Linked DNA regions of Columba livia: region 1 is linked to region 2. Evidence: chromatin contacts called from public Hi-C data. All regions are on one chromosome and are shown on one strand. Each heading gives the region's core, a stretch centred on a gene start, on an enhancer-like site or on the middle of the called end of the contact. The rest is flanking DNA. Distances are from core to core; before and after follow the strand shown.

The links. A called contact is a pair of places that touch in the nucleus more often than the background predicts.
Region 1: a contact with region 2 is called in a Hi-C map of crop, with 1.9 times the contacts expected there. The contact joins the promoter of PPID here to the enhancer-like site in region 2. A contact is called at or near these places in 2 of 2 Hi-C or Micro-C datasets (crop and liver).

Annotation. Positions count from the first base shown.
Region 1 is chr4:44,095,993-44,101,997 of bColLiv1.pat.W.v2, reverse strand. It overlaps PPID (peptidylprolyl isomerase D), which reads right to left and starts at 4,213. Exons shown (of 10, transcript XM_065061451.1): 1 at 3,697-4,213; 2 at 1,624-1,764; 3 at 1,070-1,176. The coding sequence starts at 3,781. It overlaps LOC110362901 (a long non-coding RNA gene), which reads left to right and starts at 4,304. Exons shown (of 2, transcript XR_002420588.2): 1 at 4,304-6,005.
Region 2 is chr4:44,055,191-44,061,043 of bColLiv1.pat.W.v2, reverse strand. FNIP2 (folliculin interacting protein 2) reads left to right here. Exons shown (of 18, transcript XM_065061444.1): 8 at 522-593; 9 at 1,196-1,325; 10 at 4,432-4,633; 11 at 5,220-5,308. Among named protein-coding and RNA genes, the nearest start is that of FNIP2, 33 kb to the left of the region's middle. Within about 2 kb of position 3,548, at least 1 of the 3 cell types and tissues checked has an H3K27ac peak away from gene starts, as active enhancers do.

The DNA of each region.
Region 1 (6,005 bases), core at 2,964-5,463, 40 kb before region 2:
TTAAGCATCTGGTTTGTACCTATAGTCTCCACCACTTCAAAGAACCTGCAGTTTTGAAAACTCTTCCCACAGAGTGTTTAGATTTCCATGGTGGCAGGGAGAACTCCTTGCCTGAAGTGTTTATCCAGTCATACGGCACAGTGAGTCTGAATCTTTCAACTAACTCTATGATGAATGCTGGAGCCACATTTCCAGCTATTGCTCTGAACTTGGTAATGGACTTTGATGTCTGACTAGTGGAGGATTGACATATTTTCTTTTCCTAAAACTGTTTGGGGGAAGCACAATTGCAGTCAGGTCTTTGTTTCAACCACAGGACAGCGATGTCTGTAATTTTTTTAGTCCGTGTTGCTGAGGAGTCATTCATATGCTATCCCATAATAACCCTGTTAATGCCAGTGCTGAGAATTGTTACACCTACAGCAGCAGGTGTCCTGGTTGTTGTAATGAGTACTTGAAAAACATGTTATTTGTGCTGTTTCCAGGTAGTACTCCTACCCAGGTTCAAGATGTGACTACTGATAGTTAGAGCACAGGGGATTTTTTCCAGCTACACAGCCCTTTACACGCATCCAAGAACACAGAAGAATGCTAAGAACAATGATTCTGTTTACCACCTTTCTCCAGAATAATCAAAAAATGTAAGTCACAGTGTACAGGAAATACTTAAATGTGGAGATCTTCAAACACTATATAAATTGTAGCCCTATGGTACACAGACATGCTATACAGTACGGTGAAAAGAAGTCTTCTTCCCTTTCTTGAATACCCATTTTTTAAAAAAAGATAGAACTATAGTCCTTAAAAAGACGGATTTAAAAATACTGAAAGCAAACATTTCTTCTTCAAAAGTATAAAAAGGAACTCAGTCTTATGTAAAAAGACAGACCTTGCAGGCACCAACCGCATTTTGAAGGTTATGCCTTTGCAAAAGGAACAGGGAATGACACAGGACGCATCCTGAGAAAACATTAATCTTGGAAAAAAGAACGTTAATTCTGAACTTGAAGAAAAATATAAAACACTGAAACTTCAAAACCGAATACAATTAGTATTTTCAACAGAATACCTTATAATGAAAGTTTTCATCTTCAAATTTTTCACCATATATACTTTCTCCACCTGTGCCATTTTGGTTTGAGAAATCTCCACCCTGGACCATGAACTGCTTAATAACTGTAAAAGAAAATAATTATAAAACATAGCAGCAAGGCAGGAAAGGCACAAAGAAAACCAATTCAGAGATGAAGAGCAATTCCTGTCACTAGCACTTGGGCCTAAATAAAACTGAAAACCACCTTCTTTATCAAGTCTCCCCTAAATACTCCTTTCCAGGTAAGTGGACATCACTTGATATTTAATCCTTTACCCGAAATCCATTTCAAACTACACACAACTCTTAGTAAACTAGTTTTACTAACTTACTAGTAAATTTATGATTTACTATTGTCAATGCATAGTAAAAATATCCAGTCACTAGGAGGTTCAAAAAGTCAAAAACTTACTTTCAGCTAAGTTATTTCTTAAACAAATGTTCCAAAATATTATTTAACATTAGTTCAAATACTGATAATGGAGGACTTCCGTTACCAGCAGGTAATCAGAGAACTTAATAGAACTTACTTCTGTGGAAAGGACATCCTTTATAATGAAGAGGCTTTCCAGTGGTAGGCCCTGTTCCTTTCTCTCCTGTACATAACGCACGGAAATTTTCAGCAGTTTTGGGTACAACATCAGCAAACAATTCGAAGACAATGCGTCCAACTGAAATGACAAAGAGAGAATTAGACATATTTTTAAGTCCTGTCTTTTACATGGTGATGTGTTGAGCATTACAGAGCAAAGGTAATTAATATTTCAGACTTGACTGTATTTATTTAGATTACTATTAAACTGACATTTTGGGTTTGTTCCATGGCAATCACTGACAGAGTTACATTAGGGTTTTAGCAAGGTTATTACCAACAACGAATTCCACTATCAAGAGTAATTTACAGGGAATAAAGACAGATTCTGCCAGAAACTATCAAAAGTACCAAATGCATTTTCTGCCAAAAAAATGTGTGTGGGAAATCACACATGCATATATTAAAGTCAAATTATGTATTGTAACATGCATACTTATTTTATGTCCCTTTTAACATGTACATGTAGCTTGTTCAAGCAAAATCAGCTACAATAAAAAAGACTGTTTTGTGGAGACTTTCATGTGATCTAAGAACTTATGCTAAACATGTACGCCAACCTTATTCCTCATTCTCTTAAATCTCAATTTTACTAAGACACCGTAACACCTAACATGCATATGAATAATGGCTATTTACAGTTACAGATGCTACAAGCAATTATTAAAAAATGTACACGTTTTAACTAAAGGAAGTGAAAGCTGAGTAGCTAACAGATCCTGTAATAGGCGATAAATGGATTATGTGTCAAATTCTCATCTTTTCACAAAGTGGCTTCTCGGAGAGATATTTCTCACTCCTAGCAGCTGCCACCAGTTGCTGCTGCTGTTTTCTCATCAGCCTCACAGTCAATTAGTTATCATATCTTCACTCCACCGGAAACCAAATGTAAATACATTAATTCTAATTAATACAGGAATGAAAACAAATTAGACAACTGAAAGTCAATAAAAGACAAATCATCTTACAGACTTATTATTGAGTAGCAGAATGAGTAAACAAGAGGCAATATTCTGACAAAAAGGCATCATCTATCTTCACCCATGCAAATTTTGAAAACCTGCACTTTTGAATATCACCCCAGCATCCATGTTGTTGTTTTGTTGTTTCCACTTCGACCATTTGCCCAGATTTTCGAATGACCTCTGCCAACACCAGCCATGCCAAGAGAACAACCGATCCCAAGAGAATGACTGATGCCAAGAGAATGACTGGGACCAAGGGTCTGCCAGAGCTTTCGGCCTAGCACAGGCCACCACCCCCCGGCAGCCCCAGGCCAGCAGCAGCCAGGTGAGGCCTGGCACCACGGCCCCACGCGTGGGTGGCAGGACACGGCCTGAGAGCAGGGTGAGGGCTGCTCTCACCCAGGCCGAGCTCGGCAGGCTGGCGGCACGTGTTAGCGGGTGTGTAGGTGCGGGCCGTGGCCATAGGTACCCCGGGGACCTATACGGTGCAGGGCAGCAAGCCAGCCTGCTACACTTGGCCGGGCGAGGCTGTTCAGGGATGGCGTCGCAGGGGATCGCTGATGGCGCTGTACGTGCCCGCTCCCCGGCATCACGGTCGGGTGCACCCCTCAGCTGGGAAGCCCCAGGGAACGGGAGGCCGATGCAGCCATGTTGTCTTTCCCTCTGTTTCCCTCGGGCCTGTTCATTCAGCGGGGAAACCCCAGCGGAGCTCGCAGGTCCCGGCGGGGAGGCAGTCTCCCGCCCCACAGGAGGCCCGTTCGCGGCGGGGCCATGTTTCTCCCCCTTCCCGGCACCGCGTGTGTGTGCCCGCAGCACGCCACCGCAGCTTCGGGGTCCCTCCCCGTCGAGAACGTTCGGTGCCGCGGCCCGACTGACGCGTGAGCCGCCCCGCTCCCGCCCGCTCCCCGCCACCCGGCCCGGGCTCCGCGTGTTCAGCACAGAGGGGCCCCGGCCTCGGGCCCCCCCGGCCTCGGGCCCCCCGGCCCCGGCCCAACCACGCGGGTCTCGCCCGGATCCCCGCCGCTCCCTTCCCGCCCCCTCCCCACCTCTCTCGCCCCCGATGTCCACATCGAAGAAGGCGCGGGGGTTGGAGGGCTTGCTGGGCCGGGCGACAGGGGACGGATGCGACATATCGCAGCTGCCCGCTGCCGCGGTGGCTCCGCCTTACTCGGCCGCTCGCGATTCCGGCCGCCGCGGGGTCGGGACCGCTTCCCGCTCCTCCCACCGGCGGGGCCGGCGGCTGGCGGAGGGCGCCGCAGCCACCGTGGGGACAGAAGCCTGCCCCCAGCTAATGGCGGCGGGCGGGCGCTCTCAGGGGAGGCTGAGGGAGCGCGGGCGGGCGGGCGCCGCGGGCGGCAGCGCGGCGGGGGCGGGTGTGTTGCGGGCGGCTCTCGGTGCCTCCGGTGCGGCCCTCGGTGCCCCCGGCGCGGCCTCGCACCGCTCGCCGAGGCGCCGGGCGGGAAGGCGACGGGTAGTGGCGCAACGCGGGTGCCGCACGGCGGAGCCAGGGCCCCGCAGATGCCTGCGGGAAAGGTCTGCCTCGGCCTCCTGCCTCCGAGACGTCTTTAATCACTTGGAGGTAACCTGCAAAGAAAAAACGTTTGTTTCTTGAGAGTATATACACTTACAGAAGGCCTGGAAATGCGGGTAAGGAGAGGGATTTTTTATTTTGCCTGCGTTATGAGAGAAACGCAGGCTTTGTGAAAAGCTGTGACCCGTGGAAAAATTGGCAAGTTTTCAAAGTGACTATCACCATATAAATGCTTAGAAACACTGAATAACTCCAGGCTTCTTAAGGTCTGAAAACGAAATGTGTTTCTTCCCAAAGTGTGACTACCACGATAATTGCTCTGAGGCAAACAGTCTCTTTCAGCCACTTGTGTTGACCAAGGGATGTGAAAACCGTCAACAAACTTTGTTGGGGCTCCTCAAGGTGCGGAATTCCCAAGCACATGAATGGCCAACCTGGCCACATCCTGTGCTCATGGGCATCCTGAAGGCAAGGGGTGTGTTGAGGCAAAAGTTGAAGGGGCAGAAAAGTGCTGGGCTCTTGCAAACTTAAAGTTGTTTTGGGAATGCTGCTGTTCAAAAATGATCCTCTCTGTTCCTTGGACTTCTCTAATCCATCCTAGAAACCTCTACGTTCATTCTTTGATTCATTCTATCCTCCAAATGCTTTCTCCTCTAATTCATGTCATCTTTATATGTTTGGGCTTGAACTTCATCAAGCTGGTTTTCATCTCTCTCTCAGTATGTTCTCAATATTAGACGTGTCAGAGGTCATCTGTAATTGCCATATTGAAAGAAAATATAAAGTAGCACTGATATTAATAACACTGCAGTCCATATACTGCATCGTGATAATTCCCACAGCCTCTGTACAGATGTTGGATAGAAGAGGTGATCAGCACCGAGTGCTGTTGAATATTGCATCTGGGAAGCCTCAACAGAAGGAAAAACCATCTGCCACCATCTGGGAACACTTAGTGAGGAATCATTGGGACCACACTAAGGCATTTCTCTCTCTGAGCCAGGTCATGCAGCTGTGTCAGGGATTTTGCATGCTCCACCATGTGAAAGGCCACCAGAGCTTTGAGTCATCTGCAAGTCACCAGGCATCTGGCCATGGTCACTGGTTGAGATATTTTTATCATTACGCTTAGCGTAGGTGAGGTGCAGTGGCGTAGGAGAAGTGATTTCAGTGAGGCAGTTGTTAGCCAAGCAAGTACAGTCTGGAAGAGATTTCATTAGCAGACAGCAGAGTAAAGTGCGTGGTGTTGGTGTGTGTCCCCCGCAAGAGCTGTTGGCAGCTTCCTCTTGAGAAGAAGTAGTGATTCATTCTTCCAGGAGCAGACTTACACAGTCCCTGTAGTTATTTTCCTGGCCAAGTTGGAATAGTCTAGATTCTAGATTAGTTATTCATATTACAGTAGTTGCTCGAAAATCCCTATGTGCAATGTACTTTAGAAGTACAAAGAAACAGGCAATCCCTGTGCTAATTTGGAGATGTGAGGTGGACGAGAGAAAAACTAAGCAACTTTCTCAGTGTCAGTAGGAGATTCTGGAAAATAATGTGAGCTGAATGAATATCTTCCAAGCACTGCAGTAGCATAATTACTGTACATAATAATTTATAGTCATTGACAGATTGTAAAAAGCAACTGTAGTGTGACTTCTGTCAATAATTTACTGAGTGATTTTATGCTCAAATTAATATATTAAGTTACACACAAAATTGATGGATAAATAATGTCTTTCAAATGTGGTAAACACTTGTAAAACATTGTATTGAAAATAGGCACTATAACTGAACTGTCAAAGGTTTTAATTCAGATATTTACGCACACGCAGCTTT
Region 2 (5,853 bases), core at 2,299-4,798:
GCTCTACAATTTGAGTGACTCTGCACTACTAACGCTTCAATGTAATACAATATAGACTGAAGGTTTCTTACTGTGAGGCTTTGTGGATAGTAAATCTCTGCTTGGGGAGTGAATCAAAAGCTTAATGGACCATATATTTTGACTACTTCATTATAATGTTAACCTGTGTAAAATGACAGTCTTGCACACACATACAAAAAAAGTCAAGAGTGACAGATGGGGGTACCACCAGCCTTCATTTTCAAAACATATCTGACTTCTGATAATGTAAACGATATTCACATGCTTAAGCTTCTTAAAGATGTTCTTAGATTGGGGCAAATAACCACTTTCCTCTAGTAACATGGTATTCAGTGTGGAAATACTGTTGGCTGCCTCCTCTGCTCACACCGTACTGCTTATTTGGAGTAACAGTACAGGATGTTTTATGACCTTTAAACTTAAACATTTTTTTTTAAATGCTCACAAATAGTATGATGAGTTATGTAGTATTTTCTGTTGATCTGATCTGTTTGTTTCAGCACACAGCACACCTGTCGATATGCCAAGCCGAGGACAAAATGAGGACAGAGATAGCGGCATTGCTCGGTCAGGTATCTACTGTGTGTTTTGTTTGCCTGCTTTTGTAACTATGTTACAATTCTTTGATGCATTCATTCAGCTCAAATATAGGCACCTCATGACCCATAAATCCAAATTTTTTTTGATCCACTAAGTGGTTTTCCTTCTGCTTTGCCTTAAGCCCGTATGGAAGAATAATTGTAATGATATTCCTTGTTTACAGCCATCATTTTCTGTGTTCTTAACCAGTCAGTAATCTGGAGAAAGAACTAACTGGAGCCATTATTAAAGCAAGGGAAGAGTCTTTTGCACTGAAAAGCAAAAGGAGGCCAGGTCTGTCTGTTGTAATGGGAGAGCAAAACCTCTTAGGACAGAATGCTTTTAATGAGAGTAAGATGACTTTTAGTATGTTCTAGTAGGGAAGATTTCTGATTTTTTTAAGGAAAGAATGTCCTTAGGCAGCAAGATGTATTTAAAATAATTGTCTCTCCTGTTGCAAATGAGCTATGTGAAAAAGATGAGCATGCCAGAGCAAAATTTGTAGGAATTTGTTTCCAGTTAAAGTATAAAGAAAAATTTGTAACCAGAACTCTGTGTAATTCAGTATATGTGGGGTTTCTTCCTTTCTTGATAGCATCTCTGAGCAGTCTTCTGGTCACTCCTTTTCCATCTCCAAGCTCTTCAACATCATCATCTAGCAGCTATCAACGTCGCTGGCTCCGAAGTCAGACAACCAGTTTAGAGAATGGAATTATTCCAAGATGGTGAGTGCTACACCTTTCTTCTTAGAACAGCTGTTTGGCAGTAATTTAAGCTAAATAGAGCTTAATCCTCTTTTCTTTAAAAGTACAAACCCTGTTATTAAATAATCTCAGCCTAACTTCTGTGCATGTTACATAACATTGCCAATAGGAAGAAAGGTAAGTTTTGGCTGAATATGACCTGCAAGGTCTGATTTGAAATACATTAATTTTTATTGAACATATAGACTGTGTCTGAAGCCACATGTTGAAAAGCAAATTCAACTGTTTCTGAAGGAGCGGAGCATCCTATTGAGATGAAAGAGACTGTAACAGCGTTGCTGCCATAATTACATTATACTATGATGAATCCTAACTAGTGAGCAGTTACTGAAATTTTGGAATAATAGCCTATGACAGCTCTCTCAGCTGGTACAGGATGTTCCTGATGTGACTTCTGCCAAAACAGGAAGGAAAAAAAAAGCTGTGATCAAAAAGCTTGGGTTCTGTTTTGGAATTTTATTAGCTTTTGTAGCTCAGTGGCATAACAAAGCATGGAATGCAGCAGAATTTTTGTAGCGAACAAGCAAATTCTTCCCTTATCAGCTGCAAAATAGCAAATGGTTCTTGATTGTCTGTTCGTATGTACTCATCCACCTGTACCTAGAGACAGTGTGGAATTAGTGGAGAGCTGTAAGAAATTTCTCCTTTTTGGCCTTTCTCCCTCTTCACTGTTTTCAGTTAAGAGAAGCTTAAAAGCATCTTTCCCTTGTGGCAACACTTGAACCTATTTTCCTGGATGTTCTTACTGAATAATCTTTAACACAAAGAATCATGCAGTGCTACTAGTGTAGCAGTCATGCTTTCTAAATCATTCTTGCAGTTGAGAATAACCTAGCAAACATTTTGCTTTCAGTAAATTGAAGTACTTTTTAGTCTTGTGAGCAGCAAATGCAAAAATGTTAAAACATAGGGTAAATAAGATAATTTCAGCCCAGTTTAGAAAGTAGCTAAAGTTTCACAAATAGAAAGTTCCTTGAAGTGCTTTCTGAATACTTGCTAGAGAAACAGTAGGCTTCTGGTTGAATACTTCAGCGACAGTAAATTTTGCACTTTGGTTTGTACAGCCAAATTCTACTGTCTCTGTGACCAACGTTTTAGGCCAATAGCTCAAAGAAAATGAGATGTCTAGCTGGAACCCCATGTAGTCAGTTGGCAGGCAAGCTAGATTAGCAGCTTTCTTGAAAAGGATTCTCTCACAGAGCTAAATTCTTCAATTTCTGTTCCTGGGAAGCAGTACAAAAGCTTGCCATGTTTCTTAATGCCGACTGACCATCCTTTCCCAACTTCCTTGGGAATTTTTGTCTCTGCATGCAAGTTCCTGAAGTTCAAATGAGGTTATGTTTTTGTCTTGAACTCTGGTTTCCCACAAGCTGTCTTTTGCTAGGGTTTTATTGTGCATGTTTTTTCCTGTATTCCTGGACTCATACATCTATGATGAGAAACTTTTGTGTATTTAACTTTGTCAAACCAATTAAACTGTAAACCACTTATTTTTAGAATGAACTTAGAATCAATGCTCAGCATTCACTTTCTTCTTGTTCATTGCTTCATAGTGGTCTATAAATGCCACAGGCCCCATTTCAAGATAATTCTGATATGAAAAGCCTTCAAGCTTTTAATTACCACTCACTCATATTGCAGTCTTAACTTACAAAGAAAGTCCAAAACCAAGTTATTTCCATATAAGCTGGTCTCTGAATGTCTCCATTTGTGTTCCAATGGCTTTTTCTTGTCTGTTCTTACCCTTCTTCCTCTATAATTTCTCAGTGGATTAAAAGCCATTATTCAGTTAAAGTTCTTTCCAAAAGAAGTTTTGACCATACTATTTCACTCATTGAAGTATATACTTTTTAAAGACCTTTTTTCAGTGAAATTGATCATGAATCTTTTAGCAAGGAAAAAATAATAGTTCTCTAAATGCAGCAACATCAATATTTAGCACTGCAATGCAAGTATTTATGGAAGAACAGCCCTTTTGTGTAATCACAGAAAAACTTCAGGCTGAGACTTGTGGCTATCATCTGAATTGGTTTCTGGTGTAAAGAACCAGCTTGAAATTTAGGTCAGATTGCTGTGGAACTTGTTGAATCTTGAAATTCTCAGAGGATAAGGATTCCACAGCTTCTCTGGACAGTGCCTTCTGGTGTATTGACCATTTCTCCCCCACTTGGCACCTTCTCCACACTCAGTGAAGGTGTACTTTGATCCACAGGCCAGAAGATATTGAGCAGCGTTGATCTCAGTTTCAACTCATCTAATATTGAAAAATGGCATAACTGTTGTAAAAAGAAATGTGGCAGGATTATTAAGTGAATAAACAGAACTTGGGGAAATAATAATGGTTATAAAGTAGCCACTGGTTTGTGTGGTTGGTTTTTTTTTTTGTGTATTAGCAGAAAACAGCATTTTAAACTGAAGTATATCCAACTTTGAGCTAAGCATGTATACACATGTATTTGTAGGCGTTAAGTTTGTGTTTTCACAGTAATTACTAAGTGGTGACATCTTGTCTTCAGTTAAAATAGAAACTTTTACTTTGCATGTTTAAGTGCCTTAAGACATCCATCTTAAGATGCTGGAAGAGTATAGGTAGCATGTTTCCCAGCTTCTCTCATGAGCAGCAGTACCAATTCAAGAATATCATGGACATACTGCCAATCACGTAGGCAGGAGCTTGAGTGTTCGATGCAGTTCACAGCTCTGAAACTACCTTTAACCTTTTTTGCTAATGATTGCTAATGTTGTGTCTCCGTTCCTTTTTCTTAATCTCCTGTAAAGATAGATCAAGAAGGAGGGGTTTTGTAGTAGTTCTGTTTCAGAGGAAAGAGTTCACACCACTTTAGGAGCTAGCCTCTTTGGGGGTTGCCTTACTGCTGTCTGAGCAAACTTAGGTCTTATCCATCAAAATGTTGGGTATCCTCTGTTCAGAGATGGATGACAGCAAAATCTTGGATAGTCAGTCGAAGGAGACCTAAGAATGAATTACCTTCTACTGTAGAGAGATATGGATAGAAGACTAATTACCTCTCAGCACATAGGTAACTGTCCTAACAAATCTGTTTTACAGGTCCACTGAAGAAATGTTTAGTATGGCTGATGAAAGCTGCAGCTCCAATCCTGCAATGATTCGGAGGAAGAAAATTGCAATCAGCATAATCTTTTCTCTGCCTGAAAAAGAAGAAGCACAGAGAAACTTCCAGGATTTCTTTTTCTCTCACTTTCCTCTTTTTGAATCTCACATGAACAAGCTGAAGTATGCAATAGAGAAGGTACAGAACACTAGTTTGGTTTAATGTGGGAAAATAAGTGTCAAGCAGAATGAAGTATTCTATAATCTGATAGATGAAGAGTGGGAGAGTGCGTGGTTTCAAGCCTCCCTCCCTTCTTACACATCTAGTCTTGAGCCTGAGCCCACTGTAGGAATTCAGTATTTGCTGAAAAAGAGGTGCAGGCTTTTTCTAGTTAGAATGAGAATGGAGAGCTTATGCTACTGGTGGTTTTTGGTTTTGTTTTTTTTTCTTCTCACCGTATTTCACTGTGAGGTTTTTGTGACTCCCTGGAGACTGTGGAAATGATGGTAATCTATCGTTTCATGCAGTCAGTAAAACAGACACAACAAATGTTTGTTGCTGTCTTCCCCTTACTCTCTCAAAAATGTTCTCTTCTTTTCCCATGCCTGGTCTTAGGGATTGGTCTCTCATGAGGTGGAGGGAGGCTGGCAGGTATTGCTGTCCTGAGTGGCTATATAGCACTGTGGCTACATCTTAATTATTTTGACATGTTAATGAAGCTTAAAAAAGATGAAGAATGCGAATCCTTTAAGAAGCTGTTTTGTGTCTTTAACTCTTAATCAAGGCCATGATCTCATGTAGAAAAATAGCAGAATCCAGCCAAAGAGTGCAGGTTTATATCAGCCGTGTCATGGATGCCCTGGGAGAATTCAGGTGAGTTGATGGAATTCTCAATTACAAGGAGAGTTCTTCTCATGCCCGTCTAAAGATATTTGTCAGTTCTAGTTATAAGCAACTGAATGCCAAGTCTCGTAATTTAACCAGTCTTGAAATTAGTGTGAATGACTTTTCTGGGTTGGGTACTGGGTAAATGTTTTTTAAAAACTTCAGCAAAGCCAGCTCTGTCATTTCAGAATGAGAGTACAAGTAGTTCTGCTTTACTTACCTGTACCTGGGACTGTCAGTCTTTAAGATCTCATCAGGTGTTTGGCTTCTGCTGATGCCTTTGTGAACGAGTGGATTGATTCTTGTATTCAGGCAAATGAGTTGGCTACTCCTAGCCGTAGACACTCAACAGTGTCGGTGAGAAGCAAGTGGCTGTCAAAGGCTCTCTTTTTGGTACCTAAGAGAGGAAGGAATGGCTAGAGGCCAAAAAGGGCACCCAAGAGAGTAGACAGAGAGCAAAGGATTTGGTGGGATAGAGTTTCTGTAATGTCTGGAATATGGAATCGAAGCACTGCAATGAATACAATGGGTTC